Regions from separate parts of the Mus musculus genome. Here region 1 is linked to region 2. Evidence: chromatin contacts called from public Hi-C data. All regions are on one chromosome and are shown on one strand. The core of a region is the stretch at or near the end of the contact, and the rest is flanking DNA. Distances in the headings are between cores, read along the strand shown.

Region 1 (4,232 bases), core at 371-2,870, 73 kb before region 2:
CACACACACACACACACACACAAATTCCCCAAAAGGGTTATACCAAACTAAAAGCCTCTGCCCAGCAAAAGAAATGAGAAGCATCTGAATTTTGAATATGGTAAAAGGTGTATAGACAGATAATATAAGAAACTCAAATAACTCAACAGCCCCCAGAACCATTATTTTAAAAATATAAGCAAGGGACCAAAATAGATATGCCCATAAACTACTGTATACAGATGGTCAATGGGCATCCGAGAACAAGGTTTACCATCATTAATCATCAGGGAAATAAGAATCAAAATGAGTTTGGCCATGAGAGAGAAAACAATCGTTTCCCCCCAAAACAAGGGCAGCTGTCCTGGCCCTAGAGAATGTACCCCTCTTATTGGCCTGGCCCTAGAGAATGTACCCCTCTTATTGGCCTCGGCATGGCTTAGTGTAGTCATCATGGAAAGCAACATGGAAGCTTCTAGAATCTCATCCCAGGTCCCTGAATCCCTGGCATGCTTCCTAAGTAGTTCATCGCTCTCAGACAGCAGACATTGAGGTTTTCATTTCAAAATAGAGACTGAGATTCAATGTCAGTCCTGTCACAGGCTCACCGCAACACACTCTGGTCGTGTTTCTTGTAAGTGAGTGGGCTCCTTAATTAGAGACTTAATTTTCCCATTCAGGGCAAGAGACTTGAGCAGCAGTCTTTAAAAATACACTGTCAACTGTGGAGGAACAGTGGAAGTGTTTGTGGCTCTCAGAAATGCTGGCGCTACACACGGGAAAATGGGTTAAGTATGGTGTGATGACCGAAGGCTATTATTAATCCTGAGTAAGGAAGGACACTCTGATGCAGGAGACAACATTGGATAGATCTTGAAGATATTTTGCTAGATGAAACTAGTTAGTCAGAGAAGGATACATGTCTCGAGCCCACTCACAGGAGGAACCTAAAGCTGTCATCTTCACAGCAGCAGAGAGAATGCCGGTAACAAAGAGGAGAGGAAACCGCTGACTATTTGGTGAGGATAGTTTCAGTTTTGCAAGATGAAAAGAGTTTGGGAGCTGAAGGGTGGTGACGGTTGCACAATAATTTAAATGTACTTAATGCCAAGGAAGTAGACGTTTAAAAATGGCTATAGTTACAAATTTTATGGGACACACACTTACCTACGATTCAAACAATAACAAAACCAGACACCACAGTAGTCTTTTGTTTGTGGGTTTTGTTTGTCTTGTTTGTGGGCTTGCTATTGCTACGGCATAGATGCTTGTTTGCTTGTTGACAAACCCATGCTGTAGAGACTCACTTTTTTTTTTTTTTTTTTTTTTTTTTTTTTTTGGTTTTTCGAGACAGGGTTTCTCTGTATAGTCCTGGCTGTCCTGGAACTCACTCTGTAGACCAGGCTGGCCTCGAACTCAGAAATCTGCCTGCCTCTGCCTCCTGAGTGCTGGGATTAAAGGTGTGTGCCACCACGCCCGGCTTGAGATTCACTTTTAAAGAAACAATCATAATAACACAGTTCCAGCTTCTGAATGGTGGGGACACCGAATGTCATCTGACATGAAGGCCTAGAGTAGTCCAAGTGTGAAGCGGCCCCTCCCCCACTGCACTGTCACTGGTTCTTTGCACAGGGGATGAGGTCATCTCTGTGTGGGACACGCTCAGATTCTGGGAACTAAATGCTTTCCCGTACCTGATGGTATCAACTAGCCAGGACAGTAAAGCATGGCCCTGCTGCTCAGTCGGTGGGGTGGTGAGGGATTACCATCGTCCTGAGAATGCCAGGATCTTTCTAATGTGGACCAGCCTTCTGCAATCGAGAAGCTGGACTGAGATATCCCAAGAGGGCCCATTTGATGTGACAGAGATGACCAAACTAGACAAGCTCAAACACCACCCCTCTCTCTTTGTGTTTATGGAGAAAAGTGGGGAGCCCCTGTCTTATCTGGCTCGTAGCGGTTTGCTCCAGCAGAGCACATTTTCTCTGACCAGATGCCTTTTGTCTGAATCTAGTTGACACATAGTTGAGGAAGACTCTTGAAGTTGAGATCGAGCCTTGGAATCTGTTTTTAATGCTCAGCTTGATCTAGCTATCGAAACACGTCGAGTGGTAAGTCGGAAATAGGAGCAAGCTGCTATAGGAATCCAGCTCCTGTGTATAATCTCACTATGCATAACTGCCAAGCCCAAGGTCCCCGGATGGATGGAAGAACACATAAATAAAATGTGGCATATGCACACAATGGAATAATAGCCTTAAAAACAAATCCTGACGTCCAGACGGCTAGGAATACAAGCAAAGGAAGACCTTGGAGTCCTTCAATGGGAGCTATGGTCTACTTCTCTTTTTTTTTTTTTTTTTTTTGAGACAGGGTTTGTCTCTGTAGCCCTGGCTGTCCTGGAACTCACTTTGAAGACCAGACTGGCCTCGAACTCAGAGATTCACCTGCCTCTGCCTCCCGAGTTCTGGGATTAAAGGCGTGCACTACCACGCCCGGCTCATGGTCTACTTCTCTTGTGTGGTCCCAAGGCCATGGCTTACTGCACATCCAGATACTGGGCTCATTCGTGAGATTTTTGTTTGTTTGTTTGTTTGTTTGTTTGTTTAGTTTTCAGTTGTATTGATTATTCTATTACCACTGTGATCAAAATGCTTGAAAGAAACACTTTGTAGAAGGAAGGATTAGTTGTGACTCACAGTTCTGGAGAGGTCAGACTGTTGGAAAGGCATGGTGGAGACAGCCATTCACATCAGGACAAACTAGGAAGCAGGAAGCAGGCATGGACTGGTGGAAGTGGAGGCCTGTGTTCAGTTATCCCTTGTCCTATTTTCAATCGACCTGTGCTTCCAGCCCACCCAGTCCATGGAGTGGTGCCACTCATTGCTAAGTTAGACCTTCCCACTAGAGTTCATGCTCTGGAAATGCCTTCATAGACAGGCGTGCTTCAGTCTCCTAATGATTCTAAATCCAGTCATGTTGACACTGAAGATTACCCAGCATGCTGGTGACATAGGAGATGGAACCCTGGGCCTTGCACATACTGGGAAGTGTGCTGACACTGAGCCATGCCCCCAGATCTTGGACTCACTCATGAGAATCAGCCATTCTTATAGTCACAGCATTATTTCTTGGCTTCACACATAAGCACCATTTAAAATCAGTACCAAGTATATGGACTTGGTGAAAATTCATTAGACTGAACACTGATGGGAGTCCTCCCTATGACGCATGGCATTTCAGGAGGAAATGAAACATGGAATTGTCAGGACAAATGCAGCAGAATCATTTGGAGACTAAAGACTTGTGACAATGGGAGATCCTGACTGGATCTAGGAAGGTGGGAAAAGAAGTTCCTTAAAGGACATAGCTGAGCCATCAACAAACCCAGGGAATGGGCTACAGAAGATTCTCAGGTCAACGTTTACGTTTTTTGGTTTTCATCGTGGACTGTGCTGAAATAACAAAATTTATAGCCAAATGTGATGGCATAAACCTGTGTTCCCAGAAATCTAGAAGCAGGGCATTTGACTTTGAGTCCAAGGCCAGCCTAGGTTCACAGCGACACCTTGCCTCAAAATACGAGAGAGAGAGAGAGAGAGAGAGAGAGAGAGAGAGAAGAGAGAGAGAGAGAGAGAGAGAGAGAGAGAGGAGAGATGAATAGATAGCTATCAATGTTCTCAGGATTTAGGGGTACATACTTAGGGGGTTCTTCCAGTATACTCTCAAGTGACCCAGAAAATATGCTACTTGTGACTATAACTCCTATAGAAAGAGGAAATCACACACACACACACACACACACTCATGCACACTGGCACCAATGCAGTCTTGTGGACTTAGGAAGAGAGACAGTGAGAGAGCAAGTGGGGACACGTGTAAGTGATTAGGGAGCTGGAACGAGGGTAATGAATGGCTTTACAGGAATCCTCCTGCTACGATGGCAACTTTTACGAAACTTAAAACTCTATCAGTAAAAACCACTCCCCTCTGAGGAAATGAAAACTTCTAACAGTGCACCCAGGAATGACACCAGGCTGCCGGCAATCCCTTCTTTGATTTCAAATGGCTCTCCAAAACTCACTTTGCACATTCCTGTTGGGAGAGCTCTTTTCTGGAAAGTTCTGTCAGTTCTGTTCCTTGCCCTCAAAATCTGTAATAATGTACCCTTGGCACAGCGGAAGTGTAGCCAGCTGCTCTGGGGGCCGCACCCATTCCTGCTCAGACTGGCAGTTCCTGGGCATGGGGACCAG
Region 2 (4,810 bases), core at 1,036-3,535:
TGCTGTTCATCACCAAGGAAGTCAGGACTGGAACTCAAGCAGGTCAGGAAGCAGGAGCTGATGCAGAGGCCATGGAGGGATGTTCTTTACTGGCTTGCCTCTCCTGGCTTGCTCAGCCTGCTCTCTTATAGAACCCAAGACTACCAGCCCAGAGATGGTCCCACCCACAAGGGGCTTTTCCCCCTTGATCACTAATTGAGAAAATGCCTTACAGTTGGATCTCATGGAGGCATTTCCTCAACTGAAGGTCCTTTCTCTGTGATAACTCCAGCTGTGTCAAGTTGACACAAAACTAACCAGTACACCCCACCCCCCACAATGGTGTTAGTGCCCTCGGTTCCCTGAGTGCTTGCTCACATTCTCTACCACTTGAGGATGTAGGGAGAAGGAAGCCAGCAACAAGTCAGGAAGCCCACGGCAAGCCAGGAAGCAGCCCTCACCAGAACCCAACCACGTGGGCACGCTGATCTCAGCCCTCCCTGGCTTTCAGAACTAAATGTAGTATATTTCTGTTGCAAAAGCTATTATCTTGGTAGTATTTTGTTATGGCCATGCTACCTGACTAAAACACATTCTAGTCTTTATTCACCTAGAAATAAATCTTACTAGGTGTTAGGAACATGGATATGTATGAATGCTCAAATGTGTTCGTATGTGAGGTACATGTGCACACACATTTTTTACATAGAGAAATCACTGCGCAGACTGTCTACTGGTGTATTCATCAGATATATCTACCTTGTCTCTTTCATAAGTGTAAAATATTACTTCAAAGACAGATAGATATACCACAATACCTCAACTAACTAAAAAAAATTTGTTTTTAGTTTTTTTGTGTGTATTTTAAACCATGTCACAACCTCTTTTAAACTATGAGCATTAACAATTATTAAATCTTTATAGGTCTGACAGGTAACATAACACTTCACTACTACTGAAATTCACAGCAATCAGGATTTGAATGCCAATGTGTGCTTTTAGCTCTTGACTGAAGCTCAGACTCTACATCCAATCCATGAGAACTTGATCCTCAGCCTTGGCCCTCCACAGTACCTGACCCCAAACAAGCTACTGACCATGGAGTGATTTTAATTTTGAAAATATAAAGGTAATTTTCCAGTATCTTTCAGCTTCCATTTTGCCAGGCTTGGTGGTAAGGGCCTTTACAGACCGAGCCTTCTCTCTGTCTCTTGATCCAGCTTTGTATGCTTGTGACTCAGCTTAGGGTCAGTGACATCCACCCCTTTCCAGGAGGCACTGTTTGCTACCAGTGTTTCTATCCCTAAGTTTCCATGTTGGGAAGCTTACAGGAAACCTGAGGTAAAAATTCAGTCTTGGGCTGGAGAGATGGTTCAGCGGTTAAGAGCACTGACTCCTCTTCCAAAGGTCCTGAGTTCAAATCCCAGCAACCATCCGTAATGAGATCTGACGCCTTCTTCTGCTGTGTCTCAAGACAGCTACAGTGTACTTACATATAATAATAAATCAATCTTTGGGCCGAAGCGAGCAGAGGTCCTGAGTTCAATTTCCCGCAACCACATGATAGCTTACAACCATCTGCACAGCTACGGTGTACTCAGATACATAATACAAATAAATAAATCTTTTTTAAAAACTCAGTCTTAACACTACCTAAAGCTGAAAGCAAAACTGACCTTCTGACACGTGTCCAGCCTGTAACTACTTTACATGTTTGTCCCCATTCTTAAACTACTTTGTCTCATGAACCTGAAAGGTTTGTTTTACAATAAGTAAGAAAAGGGCCTCATGTAGAGGTGGGGTCCCATCTACCTTTGGGGCTGATAATCTCGAGCTTTCTATGGACAAGATGACACGGAGTGGAAACTACTGAAAATACCTGAGCGTAACTAAGGTACCACTTTCAGAATGACTTGGTACGTCTCGTCTAAGGAGGGACAGAAAAAAAAAAAAAAAAAAAAAAAAAAAAACTCTTGCCTCGAATTTCTCTGAAATTAGACTCAAGTAAGTTCAAATGTGTTTGGGGTATATGAATCCGTTCCAAGTTTTTCAAAGCTGCATCTATATGGTAAAATTCAAGTCACTCACAAACATGTACCATGAACCCGTGGGGATGGTGATGCTCAACTCTTATAACTGCACCTTGTGAGTAGAAGTGAGTCCACCAATGAGACAGCTTTGTCTTTTCTCAATATGAGATTTATCTGTACATTATAAATAAAGAGGAACCCATGCACTGCTACAAAGCAGACACATCCTCAAGACTGGGCCTTTTGTCACTTCCCCAAAGCAGGATGTGGCGGCCACCTTTATCCCACTCCCTCAGGGTAGCTATTCAGCTGGTGCTGGCCAATGGCACACAAGGTGGCTTGCTCAGTCATGACAAATCAGCTTCCCAGAGGGCTGTGGGGGCAATTTAGTGATCCTGAGGAAGTGAATGGTTCTGAATCATGGAGCCGAGGGTAGAAGAAAAAAAAACAAAACAAAAAACAAAAACGAACCATGATTCACATTATCCAAAAGAAAAGGTTAAGGAGCAGGGGTTTGGGGACTACAGATTGAAACCACATAAACACACTTCAGTATCAGCAAATACCACACCGAGAATGTCGGGGTGGCTTCCGCTTTTATGGCGTGTAAAGGAGCAGCAGAAAAGTGACTTTCCAAAACAAAGAAACGCAATGATGACAAAGTAAACCAGCATCGTCCCAGTGCAACTGCACAAAACAACTGAACTCTTGTCAGCAAACTCAGGAGTGGTGAGAAGCAAAGGGGAGCAATGTAATAGTTTTTGATACTCTTCAACATTCCTTTATATGCCTTCTTTGATTTCTTTTGCATACCACCAAACTTTGAAACTTTGACTTTTTGCTTTATATTCCTTTTATCTTTACATATAAAAGCTTCTGCTGTATTGTCTTTTCTCTAGCATAATTTAATTCTCAAAATGAATTACTTAATAGCTTTAGATAAGAGGATAAGATTAAATCCATTCAAATGAAATAAAAAAAAAAACCAAAACAAACAAATCTGATTATCTCACAAGCAATCTTCAAAGTTACTGGAATCCATCACTATGGAACCTTCTGGAAGCAAACACAAAGCCATGAAGCTCAGACTCGATGTATGAGCTTATTACAACCACGCAGAAACAAATGTTGAGCCTCTTTGTGAGTAGAAAAACAAGACATAGCCAAATTTCATAAAATTAATTCATAGTATTGAATTAATGTTTGGAGGGGATCTAGTTTATTTTGGCCCTATAGATGAGCATGTAGACTTTAAAAATCAGGGGCTGAATGACTTTAACAATGTGGGTGGGGAGGGGGAGCAGCCTTGGGTAGAATGTTACATGACTGCAGCAGTTGCTGTGAACAGTCACCATGAGTCAGGATCAGGAAGCATCGGGCTGGTGGAGGCACCGAGGAAGAGAAAAAAAGAGGGCAGAGGAGGTGTACAGCACGGTCACCTATCCACGTACCACTCACAAACCTAAATGCTCAAGAGAGTCGAGCCTGCAGCAGACAGCCTGGGTATAGATAGCGTCAGAGTGGCTGGCTTTGGGTGACTCTCTTCCCCACGTTTGTGAATCTCCTACGGCCAAGCTTCTCAAACCTCAGCAATCCCTGCTTTCACACCCCACTTGTGACTTTTCAAGTACACATTTACGTCTCACCTGCCATGAAACGGTTCAGAGCAAACACGAGAAACACTTGCTTTCTGTGTTCAGCATTTAAGGATACCGTGTTTTATTCTAAACTACACAGCACATTTTGTCACTTAGTAAGACCCAAAGATATTATCGATCATTTCACATGAAACATTTGGGATCATATTACCAACACATCTAGTTTTCTATAAGTTATCTATGTTTCCAAATGCCTCCCTCCTTAAAACATGTTAAAACTATACCCCAGACATAAAGACAGTATTTTCTGGTTGAACTTGTCAATATTTTTGGCTACAGAATTATGATATAACAGCTCATCGTGGGTGAATTTAAATCTGTTTTTTTTTTACACCAAAAGTATCATTTTTATCACAAAAGCAAAACAAAGCCATCGAAAATGTAGAAGAGAGAATTTTAAAGCCTCAGCCCTACTTGTTAATCTTCTGGAGTGTACCATTCCAGAATCTGCACTCACCAACTTCTGCCTCACTTACTTAATATTGTAGCTTATTATAGCCAAGACCCCATGGTGGGCCTCTAATCATCATCACGCATTTCTTCTGCCACAATAGAAGTGTCTTGAGGAAACGTGTCGAAGGACTTTGGCTCATGATGAACTTCCCTTAGCCCCGAGCAGCATCCTGTGCACTGTGAGGCTCCATAGGATTCAGTAAATGACAAGGTGGGTCTCACTGAGTATCAGGAGACAGCAAATAAATTGAACAACAGTCTTTTTCTGCCTCATTTTTTAAAAAATGTCATCTGATATTGGATAACTCACTCACTGGTGGCTGTTTTAACTCAGTCACAGGCATGTGTTTGGCTCACTTTTATTCTATGAGAAATGCTGAGAAGGTAAGGGTTTGATGTCAAAAGAGAAGACTGGTGGGCAAGAGGAGCCAAGGGGCAGAGGCCACTGTGGAGGGGAACACACTGAGATACCCAGCATGGAGCACATGTGTTATTGAGCATGCTTAGTCCCTTCCTGGTCTGATAGCCCACTGCCATGGGAACTTTGTATGGCTGGCAATTCTCCTCTATACCCTGCTACTGGAGAGAGGAAGATAGTAAAAAGCGCCTCCACGTCTTTTCTAATCACCTGCTACCCATTCCCAGCGGTTAAGGAGGCTTTCTCCATTTAAAAAGATCCACTGAGCTGCC

What was found. A called contact is a pair of places that touch in the nucleus more often than the background predicts.
Region 1: a contact with region 2 is called in a Hi-C map of bone marrow-derived macrophages, with 48 read pairs. The contact joins two enhancer-like sites. A contact is called at or near these places in 1 of 15 datasets of contacts at CTCF or cohesin (the NIH/3T3 cell line), 3 of 484 Hi-C or Micro-C datasets (the AML12 cell line, bone marrow-derived macrophages and dorsal root ganglion neurons) and 1 of 115 datasets of contacts at active chromatin or transcription factors (bone marrow-derived macrophages).

The regions. Positions count from the first base shown.
Region 1 is chr2:145,801,494-145,805,725 of GRCm38.p6, reverse strand. The region is part of intron 2 of Rin2 (Ras and Rab interactor 2); the gene reads right to left. Among named protein-coding and RNA genes, the nearest start is that of Rin2, 17 kb to the right of the region's middle. Within about 2 kb of position 1,620, at least 15 of the 459 cell types and tissues checked have an H3K27ac peak or open chromatin away from gene starts, as enhancers often do. A contact at or near this core is called in bone marrow-derived macrophages, where this site is marked.
Region 2 is chr2:145,728,171-145,732,980 of GRCm38.p6, reverse strand. The region is part of intron 2 of BC039771 (cDNA sequence BC039771); the gene reads right to left. Among named protein-coding and RNA genes, the nearest start is that of Gm34513, 6.7 kb to the right of the region's middle. Within about 2 kb of position 2,285, at least 39 of the 459 cell types and tissues checked have an H3K27ac peak or open chromatin away from gene starts, as enhancers often do. A contact at or near this core is called in bone marrow-derived macrophages, where this site is marked.